Regions from separate parts of the Sus scrofa genome. Here region 1 is linked to region 2. The links are chromatin contacts, called in public HiChIP or PLAC-seq maps. All regions are on one chromosome and are shown on one strand. The core of a region is the stretch at or near the end of the contact, and the rest is flanking DNA. Distances in the headings are between cores, read along the strand shown.

Region 1 (4,753 bases), core at 1,737-4,236, 290 kb before region 2:
TGAGCAGGGCACCACCGGGGCAATTCAGCTTCCCTCTGTGCTGGAGGTACAGGGCCAGAATGCCAATCCACCTGCCGAGAAACACGAAGGCTCAGAAACGGAATAGAAGGAGCTGCTTTGTAACACACGACGAAAGGCAATTAAAGGAGTTAAAAGTTTCCAAAACAAGGCGAGGTGCACTTTATTCATTTATTTATCTACTTATTTATGGCCACATCCAGGGCATGCGGGCGTTCCTGGCCAGGGATGGAACCCGCACCACAGCAGTCAAGGTTCTCTTTAGAATTTAACCTCCATTGGAGTTCCCGTCATGGCTCAGTGGTTAACGAACTCCACCGGCAACCATGAGGATGTGGGTTCAATCCCTGGCCTCGCTCAGTGGGTCAAGGATCCGGCGTTGCCTTGAGCTGTGGTGTAGGTCGCAGACGCCGCTCTGATCCCGTGTTGCTGTGGCTGTGGTGTCGGCCAGCAGCTGTAGCTCCGATTGGACCCCTAGCCTGGGAACCTCCATATGCCCTAAAAAGACCAAAAAAACAAAAACAAACAAACAAAAAAAAACTTAACCTCCATCAAGAGAAGATTTACTGAGTCAACTGAAGAGTATGGCTTATAAAAAATTTTTTTGTTTTATTCTTTCTATGCTTACATCATTGTTCTCATTCTATACCCACAGTAACATATTTAAAGCTGTAAACAAGCAAATGCAACATTGTCGCGAGACATGTTTCTACAATATTTTCTTAGCCTCTTTGCTGAAAACTCCATCTTGTCCTGCTTTACTTTATCCCATCTTCCCGCTTGAAAAACAGTCGCAGTGCTGGTAAATGACTTAAGCTGAAGAACAAAGATCTAAAGGCATAAGTTATTCATAGGGTCAGCGGAATGAGGACTTAATGCGTTGGTCTAGGCTCGCTGGACCTGTGCAGACTGGTTTGCACAGTATGATACGTCCTCTTAAGAATAAAAGAGGAGTCTCATGGCCTCAAGCGGTTTGTAAGGGGTCCTTAGCAGGATATGCATTAGCAAGGAGAACCAAGGTGCAAACCTAGGCACACGTCTACAGAAGCACAGTGGCGATTCTCTAGATGCTATGCATAGATAGCTGATGACAAGCTTCCTCAAATGCTAACGATTGTTAAATGCCTAAATGTCAGAATAAAAGCTTAATCAGCAACCGGCTATGTGACTTTTAAAATAACTTAAAAAACCTATATCCTGCACCTACAACCCCCTTCTCACTTGACGTCACCCTAAAGAGCACAATCAAAGCAGTGTGGTTTCTTGAGGCTGTGCTCTTGGTCCCTGAGACCTTGAGTTCCCCTGGTTCCCACTTTTACTTAAGATAAATGTCTCTGTGTCTTGTTTTATGTTAACTTTTTCCTTAAGTTTCACAGCACCCGTTCTTCAGCCCCATCCTGCTCAGCTGGTCTCGGCACAACATGAACTGCTGGAACACAGACCCATCATAACCCCAAGAGAGGCACCTGGTAAACCAACAAAGTATATGCTTGTTCAATTATCAACAAGAGAATTCATACCTCCGTGAATTAATAAGACACTGACAAACACATGGCAATCTGTGGTGTGTGGTGCAAAACAAGAGGATGGGAACCCAGCTATGGAAAGAAGTTCTGCGGTGAATACTGATAAACTTGAAAGGACAAGGACTGTGGACCCATTTAAGTATATTTTGTAACTCAGTGCGAACGATGAAACACAGCACCAGCAATGCAACAGTGACTTTTCACAAGAATAATTTCAGCAGCAGGCACAGCACCATTGGGCAAGGTCACCATATTAAGAAACTGGCCAGAAGGGGAAGTGGATTAGGGTAACTTTTGGGGGGGAGGGGGCCATACCTGCAGCATATGGAAGTTACCAGGCTAGGGGCTGAATCAGCTACAGCCGCTGGCCTACACCACAGCTTGCCCAAGATCAGATCCTTAACCCACTGACTGAGGCCAGGGATCGAACCCGAATCCTCAGGGATACTAGTTGGGTTCTTAACCCACTGAGCCACAGCAGGAACTCATGGGGTAACTTCCTATGCTTTTGTCATTTGGGGGGGATGATGACTGCGTCTAGAAATAATAACAGGAAATGATCTGGAAAGACTTGGCTCTGAAAGCCATGAAACAACTGAGAAGCAGCTCATAACATTTCATGTTTTTATATATTCTTTTCCCCTCCAAAATCTACTTTTTTTTTAATATTAATAGTTAAACATTATTACTCTTTGCTCAGACCTTCTGGGGACAGACTTCGGGCACCTGATTCTACTTCTCACGGATTCCACACTTTGAAAGACTACAATGTAAAATGCTAGGTCTGTATGCCCATCATGGAATTCAGCCACAATCAGCTGCAACTGGCTTAAGAACCGCACGAAGGGTGTTACTGCCAATCTTGCATTTGGCAGATACAAGAGGCTGTGCGGGTCCACGCACCACGCGGGAGTGAAGCAGGCGGCTGCTCCCAGCTCGAGGGCGATCCCAGGTCCGCACGCAGGGGCTGGGGGGTGGGCGTGCGGGGCCCTGCAGCGCGGACAAACCGGTGGCGGGTCCACCCTGGTGACCCCGCGCACGGCCCACCCGCTCTGGGCCTCAGGGTGCCATCTATGAATGGGCAGAGGAATGGCACCCCGCTCCTCGGACAGTGGAGACGACCACCTGCGAGACAGCAGGGCCGGCTCCGGCCCGCAGTCCGGGGACACTGACACTGCCCTCGGCTGCTCGGCCCCCTCCCTCCGGCGCCCCGGCCGCGCACCGCACCCCGTCCTCACCACAGCACTCGCAGGAACAGCTCGAAGACCCCCGGGAAGACCAAGTCGTCGCTGGCGATGGCCCAGCGCCGGCCGAACAGCACCATTCCCGGCATGGCGAGGGTCCCGCCGCCCGGCCCCGCGCCAGCCCGCCGCGCGCCTGCAGCCACCGAGAGCCCCGGGACCTCGCGTCTCCGCCGGCGCCGGACCGGGACTCCGCGCAGGCGCCCGACTCAGCGCACGCGCACTGAGCCCCACGGGGCCGCCGCAGGGACTCTGCGCCTGCGCAGAAGACGCTGGGCCGGAAAATGCTGGAGACCTTCGTCTTCTCACCTGTGAAATCGGTTCAGCTGTTTTCATTTGGAGAGAAGGACTCTTCCTGGCCCGAGGGCGTCGCCAGCCCAGAGGCAGTTAGTGGCAGATTTGCAGCTCACACCCAGGTCTGTGGGGCTGCATGTCTGTGATGCACTTGCTCCGTCTGCCTTCCACCGTCTGGAGTGCGGACTTGGGACCCTTCCCTGGTTCTGGGCCTGAAGCTGAAACCGTGTACCAGACCCTAAGTCCTTGTGTTTTGCAGTAAAAGTCTTTTCCTTTAGCCTCCCAGGCCTCCCCTCAGTCTCGAACACTCAAGAGTTAATGATTAGGGAGTTCCTGTTGTGGCTCCGAGGTAACTAACCTGATTAGCATCCTTGAGGATGCCGGCTGCATCCCTGGCCTCGCTCAGTGGGTTAAGGATCAGGTGTCGCAAGTGAGCTGTGCTATATGGGTCGCGGACCCGGTCAGAGCCTCGTTGCTGTGGCTATGGCAGAGGCGGGCAGTTGCAGCTCCAGTTCGACCCCAAGCCTGGGAACTTCCACATACTGCAGGTGCTGCCCTAAAAAGCAAATAAAAAAATAAAACCACACTCTATGTAAAAAAAAAAAAGTTAATGATTAGTAAAAACATGAGCGTTGTAGCAACATGGAGACACGATGTTACACGCTCTGCCTTGGCTCACTAACTTTATATTGTACCTAGACTCCAGCTTTTCACAAATGATCTCTTCCTTGCTTAATTGCTTTCTTTTACTATAGGTTAATTTCTGCTTCAATTATATTGCCCCTAGTGTTTTATTTTTGCTTTTGAGGGCCGCATCCGCAGCATATGGAGGTTCCCAGGCTAGGGGTCTAATCAGAGCTACAGCTGCCGGCTTGTGGCTTAAGCCACAGCAACACCAGATCTTCGAACTACACCACAGCTCACCGCAACGCAGGATCCTTAACCCACTGAGCGAGGCCAGGGATTGAACCCGAAACCTCATGGTTCCTAGTCGGATTAGTTTCTGCTGTGCCACAACAGGAACTCCGCCCCTCCGCCCCAGCAATTTATTTTGTAATTGAAACACGCCCTAACATCCCTTCCTGTAGGCAATTTTCTTTCCAGAGAAAAGGTCAAGGAACGATAACTCCGAAGACAACCAGAAAGCATCACGGGACTGGCTGACGCTGGACTTCACGACTCTGAAATGATTTGTGGAGGGAGAATAATACAGTCACCTTAATCAATAACCCTATCTTCTGAGATAAACCTATAAAATCTCCTGCTATCCCCTCCCAAGGCAGGGCACAGTTTTGAGGCATTAGCCTGCTGTATCCTCCTTTACCTGGCAAAGCAATAATGCTGTTCTTTCTGCTTCACCCAAAACCCTTGTCTCTGAGATTTCACTGGTGTCGGTGTACAGAGGCTGCATTTTGGCTACAGAGCCACATGCAGCTCAGGGCTGAGGAGTGGAGAGTAGCCCGATCTGCCCACCCCTTCCTCCCAGGCAGGCGTTTCCACAGTGCAGAGGTTCTGACCACTGCTCAGCCTCTTCACTTCCCTCCACCCTTGTCCGAGCCCCCTTCCATGATGTGCCTGGCCCGGCCTCCCCACTGCTCTGCCTCCCACTACCCACTATGGTGCATTGTCCCTGCAACAGCTAGAGTGACCTTGTTGAACCATCAGCCCAGGCCC
Region 2 (5,168 bases), core at 1,806-4,305:
AATGGAAAATACACCTGAGCTAGTAAAAAGATAGCAGCATAGAAGTATCTGGAACATCTTAGAAATAAAAAAATAGGGACTAAAACCCCTGTAGAATATAACATTAACAAACCTAATAATACAATGTGATAAAAGAAGATGGAGGAGGAGTTTAAAACGAGTCCCATTTTTCTGGATAGGATGACAGGCTGGATGACCCAACAATGAACTGCTAGGGACAAGAGGAGAAGGCATAAGTGGGGGGCTATAAATAGTTAGTTTGGGATCCACTGGATCCACTGATTTGAGGTGTCCTTTGGGCAAACATCATGGAGATGCTGACAAGTGACTGAACACAGGAGAACTGACAGAGCTGGAGGTTAAAAGCACTGGAGGGTGAAGTCATACAGATTTAAGAGTCATAAACAAAGAGTGGGAAAACAGAAAGAGGGTGGGACAAAGAAACAGTCAGGAAGGGAGCAAGGAGAGACCTGCCACAGGAACCAACAGAGGATACTTTGCAGATGGGAAGGCGACGGTGCTCCAAGGCAAGGACGGGCGCATCTGCCCTGGATCTGCCTGATGAATGACAGGTCACCTCTACCAGATCACGTCCGGGGGGGGACAGGGGCACAACCAAGACTGCGGGCCCGAAGGATAAAACGGGGGTGGGAACTAAGAAATCCGTGCCAGAGACGGCGATACATGGCCCACAACTCCGCTCCATCACATGGTAAGAGAGAAACGGAATTTTACTTGAAGGGCGAGAAGCCCATTTCTCCAGATAATCTTCATTTTATCCCTGGATTGAGCCATGAAAGCATTTCTATTTATGTGACGACAATGTTCTAGTGCCCCAAAATGCTGCATGCATTGAGTGCTCCCTGGACAGCATGCCCTCAGCTAACAGGAGGCACAAGTACGGCAGCAATGGCAACAGTTTAAGGGCTGTCATTTAGAAAAGCTAGGTGCAGCCACAGCAGGCACATCAAAAAAAAATTTTTTTTTTCTGTTTTTTTTTTGCCATTTCTTGGGCCACTCCCGCGGCATATGGAGGTTCCCAGGCTAGGGGTCAAATCGGAGTTGTAGCCACCAGCCTACGCCAGAGCCACAGAAACTCGGGATCCGAGTCAAGTCTGCGACCTACGCCACAGCTCATGGCAATGCCGGATCCTTAACCCACTGAGCGAGGCCAGGGATCAAACCCGCAACCTCATGGTTCCTAGTCGGATTTGTTAACCAATGAGCCACGATGGGAACTCCAAAATTTTTTTTTTAACAAGGAAAAACCAAAGCATTCTGGCAGGACAATGCAAGTCAAGAAGTGGATGGTAATTATCTTTTCTTTTTTTTTTGGGGGGGGGGTGGAAATGGACGTCAAGAACACAGGCTTATACAGTGGCTTTAAGAGCGATGGAAAATCATGGGCTCTACAGGGAACCTGACCTGCTCCTTTATGTTCTGACTAACCACATATTTTCTCTATGTTTACTTTCCTGTCTTAAATTCTGAACTATTTGCCTCCTAAGGTACTGTTACAAAACAAAGTAAAGCGTACAAAACATAAACAGGAAAACTCACCAGAGATTGATTCATTTTCTGCTGCTCTTGGAAAAACATGCAGGACTGTGAAAGTGGAGGCCCACCTGGTGGAGGAAAACGCAGGCAGTGAAGCTATGGAAGAATTCACCAAGGAAACGCTTTCATACAGGGCACCTGTGCTCAGGCTCCATGAGAGAAATCTGGGGGAGATTGTCTTTACCCTGTAGAAGGTCCTGGAAGAGTCAAGAGGGAGCCCTCACCCACACACCTGTAACTCCCACTTGTCAGTGGTGATTGTGTGGGTACATTTTCTCATCAGTGAATGACCACAGAACCCTATTACAATAATCCTCCAATATTAAATATAAAATTTAATAAACAGTTATAGACGTCTCTTCTTACTAACCCCCATTAACAACTCAAACTCAGAAAATCCAAAGATGCTCTGAGTAAAGGGATACAAGCAGGAGCGGCTCAGACTTTCAATTACCTGGACAAGTATCGTACATCGCACTGTAAGCGCGACGCTCAAAAAAACTTTTTATTGAGAAACTAACTTTAAGTGGACAGACCACTGGCCTGCGACTTTGAGTCCTGTAAGCAATCCCACCTACAGACCCGGTGACCTGGCACAAGTTCCTCCCTTCTCAGGTCCAATCTCCTCTACCCTCAACCAAGGCAGTAGGACAGGTGCCTCGCAGATTCATTCCTCACTCCACTGTGTGGTTCTGCAGGGCAGAACCTGGAGAGGAGTCAGCGGACACTTACATTAGAGAACCACGGTGCTGATGGGCCTTTACAGACCCGTGCGGAATCCCTAGAGAGCGAGGGGCAGGAGTGTAGGGATGTGGAGAAAGGAGGGGACGCAGCACGTCCGCGGCGGAGCCTCTAACCACTGCTCCCCCAGGACCCCCGGAACTCCCAGCCGGCCCTGCCCTTTGATCTCTGGGAAGCGGTGAAACCCTCCTGGTTGCTCTCTCCTGGGGCTCGGGGTGGGCTTCCTCCAACCCTGCTACCCGCCGATGCACGACTTACCTGTCGGGACTCGCTGACCCGCCCGGGGCTCCCGAAGCTCCAGGCCGGGGGTGGCTCCTCCGGCGAGTGCCTCTCCCGGGGTCCCTCCTCTCCGCTTCTCGAGGTCGCTGGGCTCGAGGAGCCGACTCTGGGCCTAGGGGACAAGCTCCCTTCAGGAGAACTTCCCTTCCTGAGGCCTAAGTCGACCTCCAGGGACCTCACCGTCCCGCGCGCTACAGACGGTCGGGCCCGGGCCCGGCCGCCCCTGCCCGCCTGGCCCCTCAGCCCCTCCTGCCCAGGCCGGGGGCTCCGGGGCTCGAGCTCGGAAGTCCCCGCTCGAGCCTCCACCCGGCCCGCGCGAACCCTCGCCCGCACAGCCCGCACCCGCTGGGTGCAGGCCCCGCCGGACGGCGCCCAGCCCCGCAGGCCCCAGAACCCTCGCCAGCCGGAGGCCAGAGCCTGGGAACGAAGGCCAGCGGCGACCGGGGCACCGACAGGAAACGGCTGCGGCGAGGCGGCAGTGCGCAGGCGCGAACACGCGCCCAGGGCGAGGCGCACAAACACTGGAGGGCGCCGGAAGTCCGCCTGCCAGGGCTCACAGCGAGGAGCCAGACACGCCGCCGGACTCTATTGCCCATAAGCCTCTGCGCCGTCAAGTTAGGGAACGTCGTAAATGTATCCGCTTCATCAGGCGGTTAAGAGGTGCTGTGCTGAGAGGACTGGCTGCCTGGAGCGGGAACTCAAGTCGCATTTGTCTTCGTTCCTGTTAAGGATCAAGGAAAGGTGTGACCTCAAGCAGGGCTGTTTGATGGCCTCCTGGAGCCCTGATGCTTAGCATGCCTGAGATATTTCTGGTTAGAACTGAGATTTCCCCATAACCAGGAGAGGAGAAGGAGTTTATCTTGTTCACGTAACTGAAATACTGGAAGTTTTCATTAAAACTAAAAGTTTGGAATAAAATAAATGCCCAGACATGATATAAAATAATATTCCCAAGGGCATAAGGTTTATCCAAGGAAGGAAAAGAAAACAGACATTGTAGCTTATCTAGATTACACAACTAACGCATTAAAAACTGCAGAAAAATCGGAAGTTCCCGTCGTGGCTCAGGGGTTTACGAATCCAACTAGGAACCATGAGGTTGCGGGTTCGATCCCTGGCCTCGCTCAGTGGGTTAAGGATCCGGCATTGCTGTGGTGTGGGTCGCAGACACGGCTCGGACCCCGAGTTGCTGTGGCTGTGGTGTAGGCTGGTGGCTACAACTCCGATTTGACCCCTAGCCTGGGAACCTCCATATGAGGGTGCGGCCCTCAAAAACCGTAGAAAAATCAACTAGAGAAAAAAACAACAGGAGTTCCTTCATGGCTCAGTGGTTGGAGACCCAACTAGCATCCATGAGGACACAGGTTCCATCCCTGGCCTCGTTCAGTGGGTTAAGGATCCAGCGTTGCCATGAACTGTGGTGTAGGTCGCAGACACAACTCAGATCCCCAGGTTGCAGTGGCTGTGGTGTAGGCTGGTGGCTACAGCTCCCATTGGACCCCTAGCCTGGGAACCTCCCTATGTCATGGGTGCGGCCCTAAAAAGACAAAAAGACCAAAAAAAAAAAAAAAAAAAAGAGAGAGAGAGAGAGAAAAAAAAAACCCCACAGATACTGGGGATCTTAGCAGTCAAAGAGGATAGTGTAAAATCATAAGGACGATGATTTATCACTTTTTTGGGGAAATAATGTAACTGTGTTCTTGGCCAACTTTTTCTTCAAAGCTGGTATGGAAAAAATTAAAATAAAATTTTCCACCCACTTCTAGAAAATCCTCTCCACAAATGTAGAAATAAAACTTCTATTGTTAAGTAATCATTAAACCAGACTGTGTTGCACATCACAGGCAAACTACTAATGAGAGTGCAAATAAAATGATCTTCTTTTTTTTTTTTTTTTTTTTGGCCGCGCCCACGGCATGAGGACTTTCCACGGGCCAGGGATGGAACCCTGCACCACAGCAGTGACCTGTGCCACAGCAGTGACACTACCAGGTCCTTAACTGCTAGGCCACTAGGGAACTCCTAAACCTCATCTTTTTATATCGCTCAGCAGATAATATCCAATGCATACATGTTCTCAAGATAAATGGTAACTTGTCTCATGTGAAAGGACTTGACAGCACCCTAACTTGCAGAGATCGTACCAAATTCATCCCATAATCGGAGTGGCTCTTCCCTGCTAGTTAATACACTTTATCCAAAAGAAAAAGAAAAAAAAAGTCTATCTCTATGACAAGCAGGTTGTTACAGCTCTAAGTGTCTGGCATGAAGCCTAAACTCCCCTGGCAACATAGAAAGAGATAAAGAGATAGTTCTGGTTCTTAACAAAAGCATCTCTGGTTGTAAGGCTGGCAAGGGAGTGATTTAGCTTAGATACATGTGAAAGGGACAGAGAAAGTATTTATACTACAAGTTTCTGGAGGAAGTGCTCTAGAAACGGAAGTAAGCACCGATGCATCTAAATGAATGAGCACGAAACCCATTTTCCTGATTCCCCCAGCCGAACTGCTGCATTAAATTGATCCAGCACCAAATGTGCACTTCTCCAAAACTGCTCTTCAAAGAGGCTGCTTAAAGCCAGGAGCGGACTT

Evidence for each region. HiChIP or PLAC-seq counts read pairs in DNA pulled down with a chosen protein or histone mark.
Region 1: a contact with region 2 is called in an H3K27ac HiChIP or PLAC-seq map of alveolar macrophages. The contact joins the promoter of DAGLB here to the promoter of ZNF12 in region 2. A contact is called at or near these places in 1 of 5 promoter capture datasets (liver) and 1 of 2 datasets of contacts at active chromatin or transcription factors (alveolar macrophages).

Annotation. Positions count from the first base shown.
Region 1 is chr3:4,740,115-4,744,867 of Sscrofa11.1, reverse strand. It overlaps DAGLB (sn1-specific diacylglycerol lipase beta), which reads right to left and starts at 2,986. Exons shown (of 16, transcript XM_021086077.1): 1 at 2,783-2,986; 2 at 1-71. The coding sequence starts at 2,877.
Region 2 is chr3:4,452,898-4,458,065 of Sscrofa11.1, reverse strand. It overlaps ZNF12 (zinc finger protein 12), which reads right to left and starts at 3,055. Exons shown (of 5, transcript XM_005653056.3): 1 at 2,557-3,055; 2 at 1,561-1,625. The coding sequence starts at 1,599.